Linked DNA regions of Anas platyrhynchos: region 2 is linked to region 1. The links are chromatin contacts, called in public Hi-C maps. All regions are on one chromosome and are shown on one strand. Each heading gives the region's core, a stretch centred on a gene start, on an enhancer-like site or on the middle of the called end of the contact. The rest is flanking DNA. Distances are from core to core; before and after follow the strand shown.

Region 1 (5,089 bases), core at 1,233-3,732:
ATGTGTAGTATGGGTAGGGAGAAAAATGGTGGAGGGGCTCATCTCCAGAGGTAAGCATTAGGTGCAGGTGGCATCTTTTTATCTTCTCTCTGAAATAAAGAGGCTAGAAATCCTTGTAATTCTAATAGGAACAGAAAACCATGGATTTTTTTAGCCCCCCCCCCCCCCCCGGAAAAAAGACAGACACATTACCTACCACTGAAACATTTTCTGAACATCTTTGAGAATCTAGTGAAGTTGCCATGTCTTGAAGTTGCAGATATCTGACAAGAAAAATACTGTAATAAAAATTCTTCACTGAGCCACTGGACTATTCAGATACTCTTAAAGCATTTTTTCAATCCTCTTTGGCCAGATTACTCACATTAGTACCTCCAGCATTAACTAGATATGCTACTGGTAAAGAGATAAATTTTAAATTTGTTCTAAGGTAAAGAGAAACTGTTGGTTAGAGCCACAGGTGTCCATGACTTCTGGAGGAACAGCAAGATTAAGGGCTGTGTGCATGGACCAGTGGAAGAAGCTAGTCAGATAGCCCTGCCTGGTATTTTTTTGAGTAGGACATGCACAAGGCATGAACATGTAGGCAGATGGTGAAACTAAAGATGAACCAGTTGCAGGAAAAAAAAATCTGCCAGCAAGAAATACCAGTTTTCATCAGACGGAGTTGTTTCCTGTTAAAAGAGGTAAGATGAGAAAGGTAAGGAACCTAATTCTTTTCATACTGAATGACAGGAATTAATGGAGGATGGTGGCAGGAAATTCTTCTGCCTATCCTTGTACACAGATTAAAGTCAGCACTATTATGCATTCTGTTTAACTGCAGGCCCCAGCAATTAGGCTGTAGGAACACAAATCGATGAGGTAAAATTTTTTCAAAGTTCAAAGGCTTCTGGATCGGCACAGTTAACCTAAAAGTCTCTAAGAACAGGGCATGACAATGTCTTGAGTGAGAAAGATTAAGTTGGGAAAACAAAGTCAAACTCTGATGTTTCATCACAACATCAAAAAATCCAGCAGACAATTTTGGGGATATTTCCCAATATCCCCAAGTATATATCCCAATAATATATTGAATATTATATTAATATTTTATAAAAATATTAAATAATAAATATCCCAAGTCTTCTGGCTTGGCCTGTTACATCCAAAGTGGATATTCACACCACCTGCTTTCGTATATTTAGATATTTAAGCACTAGTGTGTGTGAATCAAACCTAAGATAATTAAGTTTCCTATGGAGCCATTGGACATCCACAGGGGTGATTGAGAGCCCTGTAAGTCTAAGTCTAAGCCTAAAATAGACAGTATATACATCCATCACAGATGCCAGACTCCTGGGACTCTAATTCTTTTCTCATCATTTCTGACATAAAAGAGTAGTAGAAAGTAGCTGGAGAGCAATACTCTCCAACATGGTATGCTTGTGCTATTTTTCTGCCCATGCTAGCATCATGTGATGGTCTACAGCTACAGAGAATGCTGAGAACCACACCAGCTTTTGCCACATACCAGAGCAAAGAATATGATTTGCATGTTGCTGTAAATGACATCTGAAAAAAAATGCTGAAGTAGCCTGACAATCTGGACAATCAAGTTTGTGCAATGTAGCAATGACATAGAAATATGGGGAAGGAAAAATATATGTAGCTTGAGTGAGCTGATGAAACACACTCAGATCCTGCTTACTAGAAAATAAAATAGAGAGAGCCAGATACTGGCATAGAATGGAAAAATAGAGCAGATCTCCTTGCACTGATAGAGGACTAGAGTTTTCAAAACTCTACTCCGAAAAAAACCTGATGTGTCATTGAGGTATCTATCTATCCATCTATCTATCTATCTATCTATCTATCTATCTATCTATCTATAAATGTATGTGTGTATGGAGAAGGAAGAGTCTTCATGGTATGGTCTTCTGATGCACTTTTTTAACTTTTAAGAGAAGACATAATGAAATACAGGCCTGAAAATCAGATGGCTTGGATTCCTGAAAAAGAGAATAACAGTGCTATAATAAAACTATTTCACCTGTCCATAAAGGGCAAACTTTATTTTCTAATATTGCTGTTACTGTCATTGTTCTTGCACACAAGTACAGAGGAGGAAGAGCACTGGTGCTCTACGTGCTCAGTGTAAGTGATGAGCCCCGTCCCAGGTATCTTAGAGATTGACCTGGAAGGCAAACTGCTGAGGTGGAATATTGTCACTTCAATCAAAGCATCATAGATACCAGAACCATATGGCTGTGCCAGAACCAAACTCCTACACTACCAATTACCTTCTTAAAGACATCGAGGGCAACATGAAAAATTGCCAGCTGTACTGGCAATTGCAACTGTAGTTGCTATTGCATAAAGCATTCTTTAGATCATACCAGAATTCCATGTCTCTGAACAGAAGATAATACCAGATGACTGAACGGTGAAGTATAATGGAATATAGTTCACATTCAACTGACCTCATTACGGTTGTATCAGTGTCTGGTCAGCCTGGAGAGCTGGATTCTAACCCTGCCCTAAAAACAGTGTGATACTGCTCAGGCTGTTTACAATAAACAGCTCAAAGTTTATCTCATGCCTGTTTAGTGTATCCAGTTATTACAATTATTCAGTATTTCTCAATCTTTTAATAATATTAAGTATTTGGGAAAAACAAAAACAACAGCAACAGCAACAAAAACAAAAACAGGCCCTCATTGTCTCAAATACAGACTATATAATCATAAGACATTTTCAAGTATTTCATCTTAATATAGTAAGATCTTACTACATAAAGCTCTGTAACATGTAGTTGCAGAGAGAACTGGTAAATAAAATGTCGTCACCAAAACACCTATGAAGTTCTTACCACTTAGCAAAATTCTAGCATTCTTTATTTCAGCCATGTGTCACGAGATATCTTAAAAGCTTGTTTTTTCAATTTCCATGCTTTAAATTCCAGATTCTGGATCAAAAGAAGTGGAGGAGGAAAAGTTCTGTATGCTAGAGAATTAGACATTGCAGATAATTTTATTTCAAGATTATCACAGACCATGCTATTGTTATATGTTAATGTCATGTAAAACTCCCCATTTTAGTGCAGGAAGTCATACTTATTTGAAATCTTCTATTAATGTAGTTGATTTTCACCACAGAAATTTGTGTTAATATATGCTATGTATCTGAATTATTGTCCTATACTCTTGTTGGAGGAGGAAAAGAACCTGACAAGTGAGGAACTAACTTTTTCTTTCTCCTTGGAAAAAATGGTTGTAGGATTCTACATACTCACTTAAAAGAGACAGAATCCTTTTTTGAGTTTAACAAGCCACATAGAGAAAAACATGTATCTGTCAGGAAAAATAAAACAAGAAGTCATGATAATGATCAAGAAATGTGAGACACATTTTTCCAATTCTGTGGGACATGAGCTGTGTTAAACTATTGAGATGTGAGCAAACATATGTAGATACACATTTAAAATCTGAAAAACTGAGAAGAAATAAGACCTTTAATTTCCCTTGTTTATTAGACTTCAAAATTCCAGTACAAGTTGGTCAGAGGAACCAGTAATTATGAAGCTGTCCTCCTGTTAGGCCTACATCAGCTACAAGCATGAGAAGTCTCGTGTCCCATGCCCAAAGGTTAATGTCTCTTCAAAGAACAGCAGACTCTCTTGAAAGAGAAGTATGTCACATACATCTTCTGCTAACTTGGCCATGTTGTGACCATGCTCCTTCAGACCTCCCAGAAGCAGCACCTGAGGGTAGAGAAGTGCCATGTAGGCACGGGGAAGGCTGTTTTCCCATCCATGCCACTGAGCTGCCATCTTCTGGGAGAAGCACAGCACATCCATTGATGCTGTCCTCCCACCTGTAAACCTATACCCTTTCTGAGCACAGCTGAAAAGAAGATGATTGCATGCAACACAGAGCATAACAAAAGACGGACAGATTTGTTTCTGCTGCTGTATTCTCTCAGATTCTCCACCCTGCAACTGGTTTCTGCTCCTGCATTGGACAAGCCCACCACTGCAAGGGCTGGAGCTGCACTTACATTCATAGACTTATGTGCAACTTCACAGGAGGGCTTGAGGATGTTGTTAAGGAGGGACTCACACCCTTCCTAACAGGGGAATGACAAAACATGGGAGTTCCCTCCCTATTCCCAAGAAGTAATGAATGGGGCTCATCCTGGCCCCAGCCCTTACCTATCTCTCACAACAGCCAGTAATGTATATGAATTTCTAAGCAATGCCTCCATGTTTTCAAGCAACCAAAGCACATTAATAGCTATTTAGAACATGTTCACTGGGTAGTTGAATGGCCTCTTTCTCATGAGAGGAAATTATAACAGCTTTAATCAATCAGAGCAACAGAAGACAGCTCTGGGTGACTTATAGTCAGGGAAGATGAGACAATTCCACTCAGTGCAATCAAAATGCCTTGGTAGCATATGATCTGGCAGGACTTCCAATTTATGAAATTGTAAATACAATTCATTATTCAAATACCAGTAGAGAGGTACTTTCTCTTGTTAATGAACTTAACTTTCTTCAATTGGATATCTACAGCACGAATTTTGTCTTACAGACTATATTTTTTTCCATAAATCCTTCCATAATTAAAGAACATGAGAAATGATTTCATTAATTTGTAAACCTCATTACTGCCAAGACCACTATGGCTTGAATAACTTTAAACCATTGCAAACAGGTATGTAATTATCCATGTTGAGACTACCTTCCCTGAAGGGAGAAGACGTAATCCCAGAATCTTCTATATGTAAATTACGTCTCATGGACAAATACATGACCAGTGCAGATATGAACTGTAATGACATGGGTACAGGTAGTAGGGTGGTATTTCAATTAAACAGGCCAACAAAGGCAAGTATTAGTAATAAGTAGTAAATATATATATTTTACAGTATCAGTGCAACATTAATCCCAAAGATTTTGTAAAATGTTCTTTAGCTTTTTCAGGATGAAAAGGGGTATGTACATGCCTTCACAAAATAGAAGTTATTCTTTCAAACATTGATTGAATATTCTTAAGTGAAGAAGACAGGAAAACGTGTGGGGAAGGTATTTAAACCTTGGTGAAAA
Region 2 (4,669 bases), core at 595-3,094, 180 kb after region 1:
TATGTTTGTTTTTCAATTCAGTTACTGGACAGTATTGACGGTGCTTAGGTCGGGCTGGGAGAGGAAAAAGGAAACAGCGAAGACCTTTCCAGAGGCTGGAAGGCAGGTGCTGCTACTCGCACACTGCAAGGGGTCCCCCTCCTGGGGCGAGCCCCATGGGGAGACGGGTTCCCTCCTGCCTGGAGCATGCCCACAGATCCTTCGCCACTCGCCTGCCCCCGGAGCTGTTCTGCGCAGCGCTCTGCAAAACCCCGTGCTGCCTCCCTGGAGACTGCCCATGTCCCAGGCTATCCATCACCCCTGAGCAAACTCCAAGCAACCTTGTAGAAAAGTCCACCTTGCCTTTGCTATCCCAAGCAAAAGTAGCCAACTGCTGTAACACAGGGCAGAGGAAACCATTCTCCTCCAAGAAACACAGCACAATATTCCAATTAAAAGAAAACCATTTGATTTTTAAAAAGAAATGATATCATAATGACATCACACACTTCAAAGCACGGTCCAGGCCAACTGCCACTGCTGTCTGGGAGCTTAAAGCCCATCAGCCAGGACCAATCTCCTTCCTAGATGCCCCAAAGCAGCAGAGACTTACAGCTGTGTAATGTTTTAATTACTCACCCTTCTACAAAGTTTCCATAGGGGAAGTTTGTTTTGGAGCTAGGCGAGATGCTTTGGGGGTTTGAGGAAATGACACAAGTTTTTCATTCAGACACAGCTCCATCCCTCCTCGCATCAGATCCACAAATTGGCTCCTTTCCCAGTACCTGAATGCACTTAGAAATGAATAGGACACCTGCTAACTTCCCTCATCTTTGGAGTAAGTCTGAGCAAGGTTGATGTTCAGCAGCAAAGAAACACGTAGCCTCAGTGCCATGGGATTGGAATGGATACAGAGCCTGGACAGCCTGGATGTGACAGGGAAAGCTTTGCACTGTGGACCCCAGGACGTGGCTGTCAGAGCACAGAGCTATCTGAATTCCAACAGCTCTGCTCCTGGAAAACATCTTCCTTCAACATCACTTAAGTAATATTTCCTATTCCTGCAAAGACCGACAAGTCTCTCTCCCTGGTAACTTTCTCAGTGGCATCAGGCTCCTGTTCTGTCCCAGCTGGAATACTGGTTTTCTCCTTCTTGTGGGTCACCGCTGACAATTCCAGCAGTTTGCAGAATATCACTAGTTGAACAGATGCAGTGGCACGCATTCTGATAACAAATCCCAGTAGGAACCCCGAGGGGGGTGCTCCTACCTCGCTGGCTGTCTGCACTCACACACCTCAGCCTTCCCCCCCAGCTACACCAACAAAAGCAACGGCACAAGTCAACACCGACGCTCCGGGCACCCGCAGATGCCCACATAATGCCACATACAAAGGCACAGCCACGACACACAAGTCTGGGTGCACACTGAGTGTGGCTGCACACCGGATCAGGGCGCACACCGCCTTCACCCCCCGAAGCGGGCTGGTGCATTCACACAGGTGCAGCGCACGGAGCCAGCCCCGAGCAGAACGAGGGACGGCAGCTCCGGACCGACCCCACGAGTCCGAGTCCCGCCGGCGTCCGCCCCCCGTCCAGCCCCGTCCCCCTGGATCTCCCCGACCCTCGATCCCCTCTCTCCCCGCTCCCAGCTCCCCGGGGCTGCCCCGGGGCCGTGCCGCCGCCTTACCAGCGCCGAGCCGGAGCCGGGCGCACGGCGCGGCTCCCCAGGCGGTGCGCCTCCTCATCGCGGCGGCGGGGCAAGACGGGATGCCCGGGCCGGTGCCAGCGGGGGCTGTAGGTGTGCTGACGGGGTGCGCGGGGGTGACCGTCGGCCGCCCGCGGGGCTGCGGCGCTGCCCGCCGAGGAGCGGCAGCAGCGCAGAGCGCGCTGCCCCCGCCCCCCCGCTCCGCGCCCGCGGGGAGCGCCCGCCCCCGGCCCCCGGCCCGCCCCGGCCCGGCCCCCGGCCCCCCCAGTCTCCCACCTGGCCCTCAACCCTCCCCGGTCCCCCCCGGACCGCGCCGGTTCCCCCTGTCCCGCCCCGGTCCCCGCCGGTTCCCCCCTGCGCACCCCAACTCTGGCGCGCAAAGTTGCACCCGTCCCGCTGCCGCCTCGCCCCCCCCTGGATTCCCAAGCTGCAGGACACCCCCCGGGTCGAGTGGGACCCCAAATCCCCCACCCCCGATCCCGGCAAAGGCCGTCAGGAGCTTCACTTCCAAGCCAGCTTCAGGGGTTTGTCCCCCCCGGGTGAGAAAAGCGCGGAGCAGAGCCCTGGGAGATGTTGGGAGCCCGTTTTTCACTTGCGGTGTCAGCCCAGCTCCGTTGGCATCAGGAGAGCATTGGCAGCTGAAAATCCGGCCCTGTGACCCTAAAACCCTCTGTCTTGGCAGAAGTGGCCACCACAGGCAGCTCATCATCACGGTTTTTAAAGTGACTATTGCAATAACGGACTGAGCATAAAAGCAGGACCTGAGCAGCTCCATCTTCAGGTGTGCTCGCCCCCACACCCGGATCTGAACTTGCGGGTTTTGGGGACATTAAGGGTTTCAAGCTGCAGTGCGCAGTCACTTGGACATTGCCTGTAAACATCTCATGTATACACGCGGCCGTGAGCCGACAGCTGCAGGGAGGATTTCTGACCAGACCTGCTTTTGGAAGTGAAGCGGTAGTTTTCCACCTGCCAGCACTCGGTTTTGGCTGCATCCCCAGGGTCTGGCAGGATTCCCTCCACCTCCAGTGCCTCTGGGTCTCCGTGAGACCACGGTCCTCCCTTCCCTCTGTGTAACAACATGGGCTCCGTGCTGTGCCCTAAGAAACATGCACAACAGCCACTGCTGAGACAGGTAATTCACAAACTGAAACCCAAGTCGTGGGGCTACAAACGTTGGCTGATCTGACTCTGGGAAGCTGAGGCTGCTGAGTGAGATCCACGGCACGGGCTCAGGCAGAGCACCATGCTCACACAATGCCTCGTGGGCTTTGTGAGATGCCCCGAGGGGCGGCATGGGGAACCCTAAAGGCTGCTGCTTCTCAGAGGAGAACTGTACTGGGACAGGGTGATCCAGAGCACACAAAGGCTCAGAGAAGTAATTTTGTTTGTAGCTATTTGTTTCATGTCTTGTATTTGGGTCCTTCCACCTGGAAATGGGACATTTTCAAAGGTGTGCAGAGGCAGAGAAACCAGAGCGCCCAACAATGTAAAATATACATTGCTTGCTGACATGTCAAGTTTCCAAAAACAAATGCATATTAAACAGTTTCTTATCAACTTGTTTGATAAGAAACATTTTTTAAGGATCTGAGGATTTTTGACAGATCTTTCAACTGCCTTCTCTGAAAATTTGGCGGTATTTTCAGCCACAGCCAGAAAACATGCTTCCCAGGCTGCCAGGCGTCGTGTTTGTTGCATGCATTTGTTCATCACTATAGTAACTGAAAGGCAGATTAAGAATAACATTAAGGAAAGTAGGACTGGGATTAAATCCCTGAAGCAACACCTTGTCACCTTTTGGCTTCTCAGACTTGCACCACCGAGGCCAGAGTGGACAGGGCTGGGCTGGATGGAGCTGAGAGAGGTCATTTTGAAACTGAAAGTTTGTCCTGAAACAATTTGGTTTCGTCTTCTCTGTAGTACTATTTTTCTGGACAACTCCTTGTTATAGCTCCTCTACTTTCCTGCTCACTCAGTACTGGTTTGGTTTGCTCTCTGTTCACAGTAGCACGCAGCTGTAGCTCCTCCAGACAGGACTGCAGCCCTCGGAGCTCACTTCCCTTCACAGTTGTTCTGAGCTGGGATCTCCCTGAGGATCAGGATCAAGAGCCAAGGATGGTGGGGAAGGGTGCATGAAGGAGGCAGACTGCAAGACCCTCCTGTTTTGGGGTGCTTCTGCACCCTAAGAACAGAGCATGTCATAGCTTTGGGACAGATTAGAGCACAACTCCTTTTCATGCAAATCGCTCTCCAGGATTATCAAAGAGTTTATTCAGCACAAATGGGATGCCTACAAAAATTTAATTAAAAAGAAAAATTGGAAAGGATTATAGAGGGAGATAAGGCAATGGCTTTTTTTTTTTCCTCCTTTTTTCCTTCTGTAACAATAATAAAGCCAAAGATCTAGTTGAGAAAAGAAGTCGTCAAGTGATTCATCAGGACTGAATCACAGTTGCTGTGCAGCGGAACACGCTGCCTTCACTGCTGCAGCAGGAACTCCGGAGCTGCCTCAGATCACTGGCTGCGCTTTCAGGCACAGATGTAAGCCAGAAAGAGGGAGATAAAACCAAGTTGACAGGGATGCTTTTTGGTGTGCGCAGCATGCTCCCTTTGAATGCAGCATGGTCTCCTTCGTCCAGTTGCGTGGGATGGATTTTATTAAAAAGAGAGCCTGAATAAATGTGAATTCTTTGAGGGTTATACCTGCCATTAGATCATGCAGCCCTCCCACTCTGCTGAGGAAGGACTTCTTTCTCTTTTCTATTCCAAACAGCAGCTTCTCTGCTCTCGCTGGGAGGTTACCACCACAATCAGCACTGCTCCTGGCCATGGCAGCTGATGGTACCCAGACCTAAGGGAAAAAGTCCAGCTATGGCAGCTGAATGCCTCAGACTTCTCAGTGGTTTGTATCCCAAAAGCATTTTGAGAAGGAAACCTCTGAGAAGAGGTAAGGCACTAGGAAAATTCTGGTCTTCATCTGA

Evidence for each region. A called contact is a pair of places that touch in the nucleus more often than the background predicts.
Region 2: a Hi-C map of liver shows a contact between it and region 1, with 2.6 times the contacts expected there. The contact joins the promoter of HTR4 here to the enhancer-like site in region 1. A contact is called at or near these places in 2 of 8 Hi-C or Micro-C datasets (liver and subcutaneous adipose tissue).

What each region holds. Positions count from the first base shown.
Region 1 is chr14:20,092,994-20,098,082 of IASCAAS_PekinDuck_T2T, forward strand. No RefSeq gene overlaps it. Among named protein-coding and RNA genes, the nearest start is that of FBXO38, 10 kb to the right of the region's middle. Within about 2 kb of position 2,483, at least 2 of the 8 cell types and tissues checked have an H3K27ac peak or open chromatin away from gene starts, as enhancers often do.
Region 2 is chr14:20,273,038-20,277,706 of IASCAAS_PekinDuck_T2T, forward strand. HTR4 (5-hydroxytryptamine receptor 4) reads right to left here and starts at 1,845. Exons shown (of 8, transcript XR_003499460.3): 1 at 1,668-1,845.